2 separate regions of the Anser cygnoides genome follow, and region 1 is linked to region 2. Evidence: chromatin contacts called from public Hi-C data. All regions are on one chromosome and are shown on one strand. Each heading gives the region's core, a stretch centred on a gene start, on an enhancer-like site or on the middle of the called end of the contact. The rest is flanking DNA. Distances are from core to core; before and after follow the strand shown.

Evidence for each region. Hi-C and Micro-C count contacts between places; a contact is called where the count stands out from the background.
Region 1: a Hi-C map of liver shows a contact between it and region 2, with 4 times the contacts expected there. The contact joins two enhancer-like sites. A contact is called at or near these places in 2 of 7 Hi-C or Micro-C datasets (both in liver).

What each region holds. Positions count from the first base shown.
Region 1 is chr3:56,632,887-56,640,044 of Taihu_goose_T2T_genome, forward strand. The region is part of intron 7 of ARID1B (AT-rich interaction domain 1B); the gene reads left to right. Among named protein-coding and RNA genes, the nearest start is that of TMEM242, 170 kb to the right of the region's middle. Within about 2 kb of position 3,480, at least 2 of the 3 cell types and tissues checked have open chromatin away from gene starts, as enhancers often do. A contact at or near this core is called in liver, where this site is marked.
Region 2 is chr3:56,543,308-56,550,048 of Taihu_goose_T2T_genome, forward strand. All of the region lies in intron 5 of ARID1B (AT-rich interaction domain 1B), which reads left to right. Among named protein-coding and RNA genes, the nearest start is that of ARID1B, 150 kb to the left of the region's middle. Within about 2 kb of position 4,239, at least 2 of the 3 cell types and tissues checked have open chromatin away from gene starts, as enhancers often do. A contact at or near this core is called in liver, where this site is marked.

The sequences.
Region 1 (7,158 bases), core at 2,230-4,729, 89 kb after region 2:
TGCTACAGAAGGCACTGGCAAAGCTGCTCTCTTCCTTGCAAGCTGGTCGGAGAGATCAGGGAGGTGTCCTTCTCTGCAGAGGTGGTCTTCCCAGAACAGGTGCAGGAAATGAAATGAGACAGAGACACGCTGTTCAAGTTCCTCCTGTTGTATTTTCTTTACAATAGAGGGTTTCATATTCCAGAGCCATCAACCTGCTGTTTTTCATCATCACTGAGTTAAGCTTCGGATAGAAAAAAACAAGAAACAAACCAAAAATATCACCAAACCCAGCATGCCCTGGGTGGTGGTTTTCAGTGGCAGTTTTTATTTTTCAGCTTGTAGTGTTTTCACTTGCTTAATATCTGGTTTGTCACCATTTACATTTCACAGCCAGGCAGTGCAGTTTGGGCTTTTAATTGCAGTGTGAGATGAGACAGTGGTGATGACTGCTTCTGCCCCATCAGCTGGCCATCCTGCAGGGGCCACCGAGCACAGCACAGAGGCTGATCCAGCACCCTACAAGCCCTTCACGTAAACCAGCACCCTACAAACCCTTCGTGTCAACCTGCCCCAGACAGACAAATCCACACACCTCCCCCTGGCCGTGCTTTGTCCCGTTCATTATTTGTCTCCCCGGACTCCTGCCAGGCCTGTTTTCGCCATCCTGGCCATTGCAAAACGTCTGGGGCAGCAGCTGATGAGCGTGCCCTGGCAGCGTGCGTGCAGCAGGCCGCTTCTTGAAGCTCCGTGACTCACCGCTAGCCCTGCGCTGGTACGAATCCACCTGGAGTAAGGCGACTGTCGAAATCCAATTAAAATCTTTGCATAATTATGCATGTGCTCTGGTTCACATGGCAAAATTCAAATAGACTTACCAGAGCCGCCAAGATTTGACAGATATGTTTGTATACTTTAAGGCTGTCATTGAACTATTACTGTTTACATTTAATCATTGACCCGTTCATTTATTTCTTTTTTTGTGAAGCCCACTTGTGGTTTTTTTCCAGAAATTTAAGATAGAGTATATTTGTTTTTGAAAGTTTGATTTTTTTTCCTGTCATTCTTATTTGCCTACACAAACACAGATCCTCTTTGCTTCTTTTTCTGTGTTGCAAATAGAGCATTAATTTGTGTATTATCATTAATTAAAAGGTTGTCTTTCACTCCCTCCTCCTTTGCAATATTAAGCAGTGATTGATCGGTGAATGGGAAGTCTCTCATGTTCCCGCTGGAAGTTTTTCGTTGATGTTGAAAGATGGCTGTTATACCCAGGTAAAATGCAGCATGAAAGTAGTAAGTGGCTTGTTTCTGTGATGGGGTGGGCTGTTAGTTTTTCAGGGTTAATGTGGACTGTGTATCACTGCCATTAGAGATATTTAAAGCGTCCTTCGTACTTCATGGTTAGTGTCAGAACTGACTAGACAGGTACGTGTTACATCCCTCCTTAGAAGAAGGAACCTGAATAATTGCAAAGGTGGCTCGAATTAATTCTAGCTCAGCTAGAAAACAGGCATTTAGCCTCAAAAAGAGAACATTTCTACTACCTCCAGATAACATTTTTAAAACAAAATAATGAAAAGCAAGGTATTCTCTCTCCTCCTGAGGGACCGAGCTTATGCAGGTTGAACTGTTGAAGGCTTCGGACGGCTCTTTGGCAGGTTTGCTCCGTAGGTAGGTACGGAGTTGGAATTGCCAAGTGGGTTTTCAGAAAGTAAACAGGAGAGAGCAACTGGCTCTGACAGCGAGCTTTGCTGTTTGCTCCCCATCCCCAGATAACAGTGGACTCAAATTATTGTGATGTGTTGATTGATTACAGCCGTTAAGTTTCTTAGTAATCAGTTTCATCACTTATTCTCAATTCACGCTTGCACCTTTGATTTTTCTTCCACAACAGGGTGATGCGGGTTGTCGTTGACTAATGAAGAACAGAATTGGTTTCGGCATGAGACAAACGGAATGCCGACACCAATCCCAAAATGCATTAATCTTTAATAATCCACATCTGCATGTTTATAAATGATATAACCAGGGGTTGCTAACATTGATCCTCCCCCTTCCAAACAGCAAGTGACACGGGAGCGGTGTCGGCGGGCGGCAGGCGGGGCGAGCGGCTGCGTGCCGCCCGCGCGACCTTGCGGAGGGAGTGACCCGGAGGAAAGTTCCCAGCTGATGAAAAACGCGTGGGGAACCGCTCTGCTTCTGCACCAGGCTGAGGAGCTTATCGCTGTTGGGCAAGATGAAATATGGCATGATAGATCTTGTCTTCAGGAAGATCAGACCCACCAAGTGTTTGTTGGAGGCTGGGTTGCCTCCAGGTGCTTTCAGCCTTTTTGCATGCAACTCGCCATTTCCCCCTCTTCCCTGAGAACTGTGCCGGCTGTGCAACGTGCATTTTAATGCAATAAGAGAAACTACAGATCGTCTAAGAAGGGTTTGTTCCTTTTGAGGATAGGATTAATGAGAGCGCACGCATTTTACTACTTAAATGCCTATTAATCACAGGCGATGGAGTAGTGCAAGAAGTAGCAGGCAGGACAGGCAAAATAGTTCGTTGCCACATATCAGCTCTGCTCCACTTTCCACCTACCTGCCCAAACTTGAGAGGCTCAGAAGCAGGGAGGAGTGAAACTCCACCAGAGCTAACGCCACCTGATGATTAATATTGATTCGGAACAATTCCTACATGGAGACGGATCAAAGAAAAAAGAAATACGGATTAAAAAATGCAATTTTATTTCATGTTTACCATTTCTTTGGCATCTTGGATGATTTTACACCGGAAATATTATAAATGAAAGCTGATACATGGTTTTGTTAAAATTTGGCAATAATAAAATCAGGACTGAAGGTTTCTGTTAGGTGGCAGATACTGGAAGTTTCTTGTGCTTCTCAGGCTCTTAAAACTGGTAGACACAACGAGGAACAGTTTAGAGAAAAACTTTCCTTGTAGTAATAAATGAAGCCTAGAGAATGGGCATGGATAATGAAAAATTCTTTCTTTTGGAACTTGGATTTACTTCCTAAATGGAATCCTTGTGCTTTAAGTTTCAGGTGTGCGACAGGGTAGGTTTCGATTCTGGGAGGAAGAAATGAGCAAAATATAATGAGGAAATACTGCCCTCTCCTTTGTTAAGAGCTTTTAGTTATTTAGCACTTGCATCAATAGCAGTTTTATATTCTGGTTAACTGACATTTTATAAAGAAGTTGAGAATGTTTTTCCTCTAGCTGAAGCATATGCTTTCTGCATTAACAAACATGTAATGTCACGTCCCAAGTAATTACGAATGACTAAATCCATGCAGCCTTTCAGTCTAAACGCGAGCAAAGCTATCATTTTTATGAAAGGCTTAAAGGGACAGCGTAAGAAATACGGTGCGGTTCCAGGGCTTGGATCAGTCACTGAAGAACACAGACGCTTCTCTCGCTGTTTTACACCGATTTCAGAAAATACAGCTTAGAAAATCTAAAGGCAATTCAAAGGCACTGTGGAGGTGTGAGAGAATGCGCTGGCTGGGCGAGCTGCTGCCGCAGCCTCTCCAGCCCCCTCTCATCCCAATTTGCACCGTTGCTTTGGAGGGATGCGGTGGCACAGAGTGCAAAACATGTGGCGGGGCGGTTAAATGAGACTTTAGAAAAGAAAAAAAAAAATGAAGTCAGTGGCTGAGCTTTGAAGAGGTCTGTCTAGTGCGGAGCAGTGAGCGAGTGGGGAAAAAAGGAGCAAGCGCCTCATCTAATCTTTCTCCTGGGGACCCAGGTGGACAAATTGGCAACCCTGTTCACAGCCCTCCCCCCCTTCTCCTTTGTACCGTAAGAACCGCTAATCGGATCCATGCTGCTGCAACTGTGGTTAGTTATTAACAGAATAAAAGCAGATTTCTTCAAAAGAACGGGTTGGGGAAAACGGCTATACAAAATTGCAAGGTTGTTAGAATCTTAAATGCACAGCGGTCGATTTTTTCCTATTCTGAATTATACGCTGAATACAGTCTTTCATCTGTCACTGTGCCCGTTTCTTCAGAAGGCAGCCAAACATTAAGCTTCTCAAACAAAAAAAAAAGCGTTTGAAAGAGGAAAAATATTGGGGAGGAGGAAGAATAGGAAAATGAGGAGGAGAAATCAGGTTTTGTTTTTATTAATTTGGCCTGGTGAGAGAAATACGAGCTTGCCGCTTCTATTCAGCTCCTGCGTGCCAGCCTCCGTGAGCCACCATTTCTGAATGCAGGGATTAGAGAAGATTTAACTGGTTGCTATCCTGGGCTGCGCGAGTCTGGATTGGCCTCCAGCAGAAATAGCGTGTGCTGTGAACTCTCCCGAGCTTCATGGAAATAACGCATTAAATGAGCGCGGAGTTAGGCAGAGGTGGGAGTCGAAAGAATTTGATCCCCCGAAATGAAACTTCTCATAACTGTAAAGCGAAATTACAGGGCTAGAAGGGGTGTTATTGAGGATAGGGAAGCAGTGATCCCTAGGTTTAGGCTGACTTACGCCTTCGCTTATATAAATAAATAAATGACGTGCCCTTAATTTTGAGGGGCTCTAGTGCCTTCCTGGTTTGCAGCAGGATTTCGAAATTTGCTGGAGAGGAATAATAGTTGTCAAGCAGACAGGTGCTCTCTGTGGCCTGCTGAAAATCCATTCGTATTTGGATGAGTCGCAGCCTTTCGAAATTTTCTATTGACAGCTGACTTCGGGCTTCTTGCCAAAATCTCAGGAAAAAAATAAAAAAAAATCGGTGATGCTGCTGCGGTGCTTCACTTCGGTCCAAACACCGAGGTGGCTGCTGGATGGGGTGTAGATGAAACAGGGCCTCCTGCCGCGGCTGTGCTGCTCCCTTTCCTTCCCAAGCAAAGAAAGCTTTTGCCTGCGGGGCAATATTTGCTTTCCTGCAACTTGACACTCAGCCCATTGTCAGTTTAGGTGGTACTAGCAATTATTTCACTTTATACTTCTGAGTATTTCTTAATAGTCTTCATACCTTACTCAGGGGTTATACAACCTGGGAATAAAACATGGACGGCCAATTTGGCAGATACCAGCTTCAGCCACATAATTCTCTCCCCTCCCCCCTTTTTTTTTTTAACAAGAAAATGGCCTATAATACAATGAATTATTCTGTAGCGAGGGTGACATTTGGATGGTGTTCCATAAGTAATACCTTGGGACCACACGCTGAATAATGAGGATGAAACAAGATACTGAATAGCTACCTCGTCCTGTCAGTGTCATCTTTGTTTTAGAATTGAATGTTATATCATGTCAAACAAGTAGCTCCTGGTCATGAAATAAAGATGTTTATGCTGTTGCATGTGTGTGAAGAAAAGTCAAGAGTTAAGGTTCTGTGGGACACCGTAACTCAGTGTTGCATATTTTTTAACACAGATTTTAGAGTGATTTAGCCCTTGAGTTATGGTTACCTGTATGGAACTTGATCAGAACCTAGTCCTTGATACGTTGAATATAATACAAACACGAAGAACATGTAGTGTAACCTTTAAGGATTAGCAGTCAGAATTACGTACTTTGAGAATATTTTTACCTTTTGATGATTTTAAATGTCTTGTGAGCGATACTCATGTATGTTGGTGAATCTGGTGTCTTTGGAGAATGATGCGTTTGTTTTAAGAGGCGATATGGAAAATCGGGGCCAGGCCCAACAATATTTTCGATAACTTTGCAATGTGGAACATCCCTAAATTTGGCTGAAGTTGACAATCTCCACGCTTGCAGCCGCTTTGCGCTGCTGCAGTGGAACAAATCGGCCGCTTGCGGTCTCACCTTCAGGCAGGCACGCAGCCACCGGCCAAAACCACCCCAAGGCTGGAGGGCTCCAGGCTCCTATGGAGCTCCCAGGTCACAGAGGTGGAAACTGGCTGAGTGAGAAGGCAGCAGCGGATTGCCAGCACTGCTGTCACTAGCAAGGGGTTGTTAGCTGCTGCACGGTGCTGAGCGGAGCCAGCAGGCTTGGTTCGAGCACAGGTGCCTGCATTTCCCTCCCGGGTGGTGCAGCGGGGCCCTGGCTGTGTGAATAGCCAAGATATGGTCTGAAAATCTGAAAAGGTGTTCATGCTGCTGACCTTTTAAAGTATCTGTTACGATGTGGATACAAGGAAGACTTTAATATTTCGTGCGTCTTAATTTGAGGAAACGCAGGCAACACTTGGTTTTTGTTCAGATGAGTACGTCACTTTAAAAATACTGATGATACAACAGGAAGCTTGGTTACAATGCATAAATTAAGGAAGAAAATAATCTTTCTTCTTTAGAGGTCACAGGCTCTGTAAGATGAAAGAGATAACACAAACCACATGATCAGTCTCCCTTTACGCTGCCCATAGAAAAACTTCTTTCCTTTGAGGTCATTTGCACCTCACTTCCAATTTCCTGAAAAGCCCATTTAAAACAATCCCATACAGAAGCCTATTTATGATCTTTCATTTCTGATGTAGGGATCTGAGACCGAGTGTCCCTTCCGGTCTGCGAGCCTTTACTGTCACATTGACTGTGATATAATCCCATTATTTTATCAGGTTTCATCTTAATACTCACTAGGTTTCCTGGACCTCATTATTCCTAAAAGGAAGTTGTTTCAAATTCCAGTAATGGTTTGATGATCATCCTAAACATGGTGCTCTCTTCCCTCCCTGATATTTAGCTGCAAATACATTTTTAAAAAGATGTCACAAAATAGCAGCTTTACTTTTTGCCACGCTAACTAACATGCCCTCCTTCAGTCTCCCGTCATGTCATGCTCATAGCCATTCTCAGTTCCCATTCCAGTTAGCATTAGGCTTTTTTTAATTTTGTGTTCATGAGGGCTCATCAATGGCACATCAGCAGTGGCGTATGTTTCCCTACCTCCACTGGAAATAATTCTCCTAATTCATCCTAATAATATGTATGTTTTTTGGTTCAGGGTGACAGCAAATGGTTAGTTGTAATTATCAAAAAATATAGTCAGATTTTCCCTCCTTGCCTTTTCCCATTTATAACTGATAATCCTATCGCTTTTCAGTTAGAAAAGGCCTCTTTCTGGTCCGTAAGTATAGATCTTTGCGTTTTTGTTACTCCAGCACAAAAGGTGGTCCAGTTTCCTAGATAGCCTTTTGATCATCTGTGTTATTGACTATGCTTCCCTACTTAGTAGTTAACCAATGTGATTAACAGAGTCCTAGTGC
Region 2 (6,741 bases), core at 2,989-5,488:
TCTTGTATTTCGTCAGTGGAAGTATTTTTAGTGTTAGTTAAACATTCCAATATCAGGAATGATGAGTTGAAAACAGTGTTGTTGTTTTATTAATGTAATGTAATGTAAATGGATGCAAGAGGAAGGCATGGTAAAATTTGGAAATAACAGATTTTTTGTCCGATTAATCAAATAATTAAGAAGTGCTGAAATTTAAATGTAGCACTTAAGTAGAATTAATATGCTTTGCAAATGTTGAAAGACATTATTTAAATAATAAAGAAAACAACTGAAAGCAGCATCCTCAAAGTACATGGTACCCTGTTCCCTTTTAGTGGTTTGATGGCTCGTGGTGGGTGCATGTCTTCATAGAGGTGCATGAGATCCTCCTGCTCGGTCCTTCCCGTTGTGCATGTACATGTTCCTGTCTTGTCGTTGTCTTCTGTCTTCAAGGTGGGGCAGGAGTGAGAACAGCAGCTCTGACAGTGTTTCTTCCTCACATATCAATGCCAAGGATTACATTTCAAGTGCTCTGTGAAATGTGGTATTCTGTGGAGAGTCTGTTATGAAAAGTGCAAGATTTATACAAATACAGCTTGACAGTTATGTGTTTCTCTAAAAATACCGGCTACTTTCTCTGCACTTCTCTGGTCTTCCTGACTTAGTGCTGTTGCCCTCCCCAAGGCGTCCGGTTTGGGTGTGTAAAACGCCGTGTCCAAGGCTCATAGATCTCTTTCCAAGAGATGACAGAAAATTGGAAGCAGCCCTCCCAGGAGTGTGCCAGAGACGTTCCCGGAGGCGGGATCGGCATGGAGGAGGGATGGGCGCCTGGAGGAGGCCCGGGCAGCCCTGAGAAGGGCCCAGGAGGGAGCCCGCCGGCATCCCTTCCACGAGGGAGGGAGGGTGGGAATGGCCGGGCCTTCGGGGAGGACATCTGGGGAAGAGGAGTTGGAGTGGACATCGAGCAGCGGGAGCTTGTCTAAAAAATAAAACGGAGGGTGAAAATGGAGGTGGGGACATGGGAAGTCATTGTGAAAACGGGCTCGCTGATGAACGAGAGATGGGAGGTGAGGTATTAGTTGATGAAGTTGCCAGGTAATTTTATTTGTTCCCCATGTTTTGGGAGAATAAATTGCCCATCTCTTGTGAGGACTCCTGTACAATTTCTTTCTGATATTGGATAATTCTTCTTCGCGGTCTCCGGCCTCGCAGATATATCTGTGAAATCTCTCCCAGTTGTACCGCTGCTGGTGCTTGCATTCCGGCGTTTTTATTGAATCGTTTTGTGCCTCGCCGCAAACAGCCCACGTGACGCGATGGCAATAATGTCCGAGCGCTGCCTGCGCCAGGATTCCCGTCACGTGCGGCGTAATGAAGGCAGGTTTTAATAAGGAGACGGCAGCGCGCTCGCCGTCTGCATCGAGGCAGAAGGCAGTGCGTGTCACATATTTTATGGTCGTATTTTGATACCCCAACGGCCCCCGTGTTTGCGCGGATCGTTTTTACAGCCAAACTCCGGAATGAGCTGCAGATGAGCATTCCTGTTTAGGGCACTTCTGTGCCACCATGGCAATCTTTTTTGGCCTTGTAGTTGCTTCTCCCTCGGCAGTATATGAAAAAGTTTTATCATCAGCTTTTCTTTTGCAATGAAGAAGTATGTGCAGGGAAATAAAACATAATTGCATAATTTGCTGGGCAGGCTTTGACCTGAGCTTAAAGGCTTAAATGACTAGAAAAACCTACCTATTGCTGTGTGTGTTTGTTTTTTAATTAAAAACGTGTGAAAGGAAGATGTATCCTATACCGCTGCATAATTAACAAAATATGCTTAACCTGAAATATAATAGAGAACATAAATGGATGAACAGAAGCAGAAACAGCAAGTCTTGCAGAGAAGTCACTGAGGACTTCTGTTGTTTATTGATATTTAACAGGAAAGCGATACAGTAGGAACAGATTCGTTTTTAGCCTGAGGCTGAAGCACGGATCTTTTCACCATTCAGAACTTTTTAGCAGGATCTATTTGTGTCTGCAGTGTGCCTTTGAGGAAGGACAAACAGAATGAAGTTGTATGTATCGTTTTTACATTAATTTAAAAAAAAATTAAAATCTTTTGTCTGTAGAAGTATGGGCAACCGTATGAAATAATGCATGTAATTCAGGTTACATGATGTCAGGTTTGCTTAAAATATTTTCTTAGTTTGTCTTTCCCCATGCTTTTCTCTCTCCCTTCTTAACCTTCCAACACCTCTCCCACCCCCAATAAGAAGGGAAAAAGAAGAGAGAAGAGGAGAAGGAAAGGAAAGAAAAGCAGTTAACTTGCTAATGCTTGCACGTTCACTCTGAACCTGAAAATTCATTTCTGCAAGGTCAGACACGCTCCCTCTCCGCATGGGACAGATGGGGAACCTGCACGCTGTGCTCGTGTGAGACCGCGCGGGCTCCGTTCACATGGCTGTGCGCGCTGCACGTTGCCGTGCCTCACTCCGAACACGGAGCTCCTCGCATTCGCTACCCTGGCTCGGAGGTTGCTCCATTACTTAGGAACTTTTTGCTCACTTCCAGCTTAAGTGCAAATCTTACTGGGAGTTTATTTCCATCTCTGCTTGTGCCAGATCGTCCTTTCTCTTACTTAACTATCTTCCCTCTTGCATTTATATTTATCTTCTGATGCATTTGCCAGGCATAATTTTAATGTAGATGGTTTATTTTACTGTAACTTTTTTAAACAGGTATGCTTCACTTGTAACTAATGATGTACATAAAAAATAGCAGTCTAATTTTTCTGCAGATTAGGAGTAGCTCTCTGTACAGTAATAGTTTTGGAAACCATTCATAATACAACATGCAGTATTTCAGAGCTGGTCAACTTCTGACATCCTTTTTGCTGTCCTTGGTTATTATGTTGTTATTTATAGCATCTGAATTCCAAACTGTTAAAATTTATTATACCTCGGGAAGTCATGTGGATTAAATGTGAAGAAATATATTTTTATATGTAATCTTTTCTCTTCCCCTGCAGTGATACTGTGTAGTAAGAGCACACCAATTTCATTGCTGGAGACCAAGCCTTTGCCTCTTGTTATGTTTTCAGAGGAGCACATGCAATGTCAGACTTACGGTCTGGACACCATTATCAGAAGTTAGTCTGTACATGTTGTCCCCCCTGGACTCCTTTAACCCCTCTTTGGATAATTCATTAGAGTTCCTTCACATAAATAGTAAATACTTCGCCAGTGCTAGGTTGCCCTACAGGTAATTTTCATACACGGTGGAGCATATGAAATAGCTAAACCAGGTATTTCATGGACCTGAAGAGAAACAGAAGATTGAAATTTGTTCTGTATTTAGAAAAACTAAGCACTGTAATTCAGAAGTTCAGGTTCAGGATAGTGACCCTGGCTGCTCTGATTCTTGGCTTTTGAGGTAAAAGGCTGGTTTGTGTCTTTTGATCTTTGAGGTTTCTGGTTTTATACAGCTATGAGAACATCCCACAGATGCTGTCTTTGTTTTACGGTGAGCAAGACCATTTTTAATTCCAAATTGTCTCCTTGTCTACTACAGAGAGCAGCGTAACAAAACTGTTCTTACCTCAGGAATTCACTATCCTTTTCATTTTATCTGAACAACTTCTTGATGAAGGAATCTTCCAGCCTTTCTGTAATAGTATTTTATGTCTGAACAGTTGAAAGTGTAAAGATGAATGCTAACAGCCAACAGCTGACTCGCGTCCAGGCTTTAAAGATCATTGTGGAGAGACAGGATTCAGTAGCTCAAAGGTCTTTGTGCAACAGGGTAGCTTTTAGACCATGTTTTGTTTGTCTTGGCGTCCTGACTTTTTTTCCAGTCGATACAGTTCGGTTCAGTCCTTCTAAAACATGTAGCTTCATAAACGGATGTGAAGCCTAAAATCCTGGGTTCACACTGTTTCCTCGTTTGCGAGGAATGTGGAGATGTCCCAGTTTATGGTCGGTTGGTCCATCCCTCAGTAAGGAAGCCTGTGTCTCGGGACTGGACAGCCCCACGACTGGAAACCCTTCGGCTCTGCCTGGCCGAGGTCTGTTGTGACAGATACGGCATTTGTAACCACGGAGCGCGTTTTGGCTGCGAGCACGTGGGGCTGAGGGAGTGGAATTTCTTACTCCTGTCCTTGATGGCAGGATCATGTGAAATGAACTGGCATTTCTAGCCTATTTTTAAAATGATTTTGTTCATGTGGTGATAGATAGAACCGCCCCCATGTCCTTTCTTTCTCTCCGCTCTCTTGGCCCACCTTTCAAACCACAAGAATTTGCTTCTTCTTTCACCCTCCTGTGGAGGTGACCTTCCCTTTGCACGTACCTTTTCCAGGGAGGGGTAACAAATCCCAGCCCTTGCTGCTGACCCTCCCAGGCTGTGTTCTGGCTGGGCAGCAGGTTCCTGTGCCCCTTCCCGAGTTTCTCCACAGGGTGGTTTTGAATCCCCCCTAAACCCAGACAGCCGTCACCCTGCGCGTGTGTGCAGCCGGGCCGTTTGCTCCCAGTGCCAAGGCCCCCTTCCCATCCACACCGTCTGAAGGTGCATGCCCTCTGCAGTGGCAGAAGCAGACCAGTCCCTACAGATGTTCGTAGCAAGTAACGAAAGGCCGAGGAACACAACTATATCCACGCAGAGACGGCTGGACCGGATGTTTTAAAGTCTGTCAGGGGGAGACCCCTTTGTTCATACAGCGTGCTCAGGCTCCTTCAGCAGCCTTGCTGAGCAATACACGGCTCCTGGCCCCTTCCGAGGCCCCGCATGGGGCTCTGTCTAAAACACCGTGGAGCTTGTCCCAGGCTCCAGCGGGGCTCTGGGAGGCAGGTCCCACAGCTGGGCTCTGCCTGAAGGGCTCCGGGACCTCCGCTAGCTGTGTGAGTGCGCGTGGGGCACCTTCCTGGACCTCTACGCTTTAGGAATGTAACTGTGGGTTTGAAAACAGGCGAACTTCTAGTAATTGGAGTTCTTTAAAACATGTAGCCCATGTGAGTGTGTTCAGTCCTGGCATTCCTCTTCCCCTCCCTCCCCTCTGCCGCCCAAAAATTCTTCTGAAACTCCTGTCTGGGTGCAGTGGGGTTGAAAGCCGAGGTGGTGCTGAGCGCGCTCTCCCATATACCCAAGGGAGTACGGTGGGGTAAGGCGGTGTCGGTACGGCAGGCAGGCACCCTGCCCGGGCATCCCTCCTGGGTGACGCCGTGTGTCTGTACCTGCTCCAGCAGCGTGCCACGAGCTGTGTGCGTGTCGAAGGACTGCAACTGCGATACACGACCTTTCTTTTCCTCTCGAAACCTCTCTCTTGGTTGTTTCCCATTATCTTCAGCGAAGTTTCGCTGTGCTCAAGTTTTACGTTCAGGCAAATCTGTCATCGGTCGTTAAAATGTTTGGTTGGTTTTAAAACAAGGCTCCCTCCTGTTCAGAAGCACACCGTCCCATTTACGCGAACATGCCTAGCCATGTTCCTGAGCTTTGCTCATGTTCTTCTAAATGAAAATGTCACACTTCCTTTTCCAGCAAACTTGTGAAACTGGTTGAACTAGCCTGACACAGCAGCGTAATGCTGCACTCGCTGCTTCTTTAGCTTTGTAGACAAAATGCAACCCTAACAATGCCCGTGTCTGGCTCGGGGTAGATTAAAGCGTGTGCTTTCTTGTAGGATAAATGATGTGGAAATCTAACTCACCTTGATGTGTCCTTTCTGTCTTTCTCTCTTTTCCTCCCTCCCTCTTCTCTTTTTCCGCTGCCCCTATCTCTTTTGAAAATAGTGGAGAAAAGTTCAAAGAGATGAGGCTTGCCCTTCCGCCGTGTGGCGTGAATGAGGAGTGATAGCTGGGGGAATGGCGAGAGGAAAACACAGCCCAGCTACTGAGGCTGAGATGGCGGCTTGCTCCTCTCCGGGTTTTTAAGCCCGCAGAAGATGGGAGGAGATAGCCCATTTGAGGAGGGGGGAAATCCTACTATGGGTCACTTGAGACCCGGTGCACTTTGAAGTAGCTTGGGATCTTCAGCTTTGTGACATTCTTACTAACGCTATTTACACAATATTCCTTTTTGACTGCTTAACCCAGGAAGGTGGAGGTCAGAGAAGCAATTATCATTGGCAGCCCCCTCATTTCCCATTTATGTGACGGAACGGAGCAATTCCTGGGTTTCCAAAGCTAACGCTAAACCATTTCCAGCAATGTATATTGAATTTCTTCATAGTCTGCCTGTTGTCTTCCACTCTCTCCAATGTACTTATTAAATGTACGCTTCTGTTCCCCTTTGTCCTCCCCCACCCAGCAATGCATACCTCACATGCACGTTTAACGCGGCAGTAAGCTGGAAACGAGTATTAATGCTGCCATGGTAAACTGAGCTAAGATGTCCCTCCTAATTGCCAGTATCTTTTGTAAATTTAAATATCCGAGAATGTCAAAAGTTGCTTACTTAGCTGTAGTGCTCAGAAGCATAGAGATTAATGTTTGCCGTATTAGAAAAACGGGGGAAGGGAGGGAGTAAAAGAGTTGTGCAGTTCTAAGGACAGAATCCAGAACAAGTTTCACAAAACAGCACTAACTTCTTGCATGTGGTGATCAAAATGGCAGTGGCACAACTTACTTTTAATGGCCCAATTTGCAAACTGAAGAATGACCATGAAAAATATCTTTTAGGATTTTGAGGCCGATGTAGATACCTTCCTCGTGTAGATTAAAGAAAAAAAAAAAAAGGCAGACTTTTGGCTAGTGCCAGGCTGTTTAAAAGGCAAAG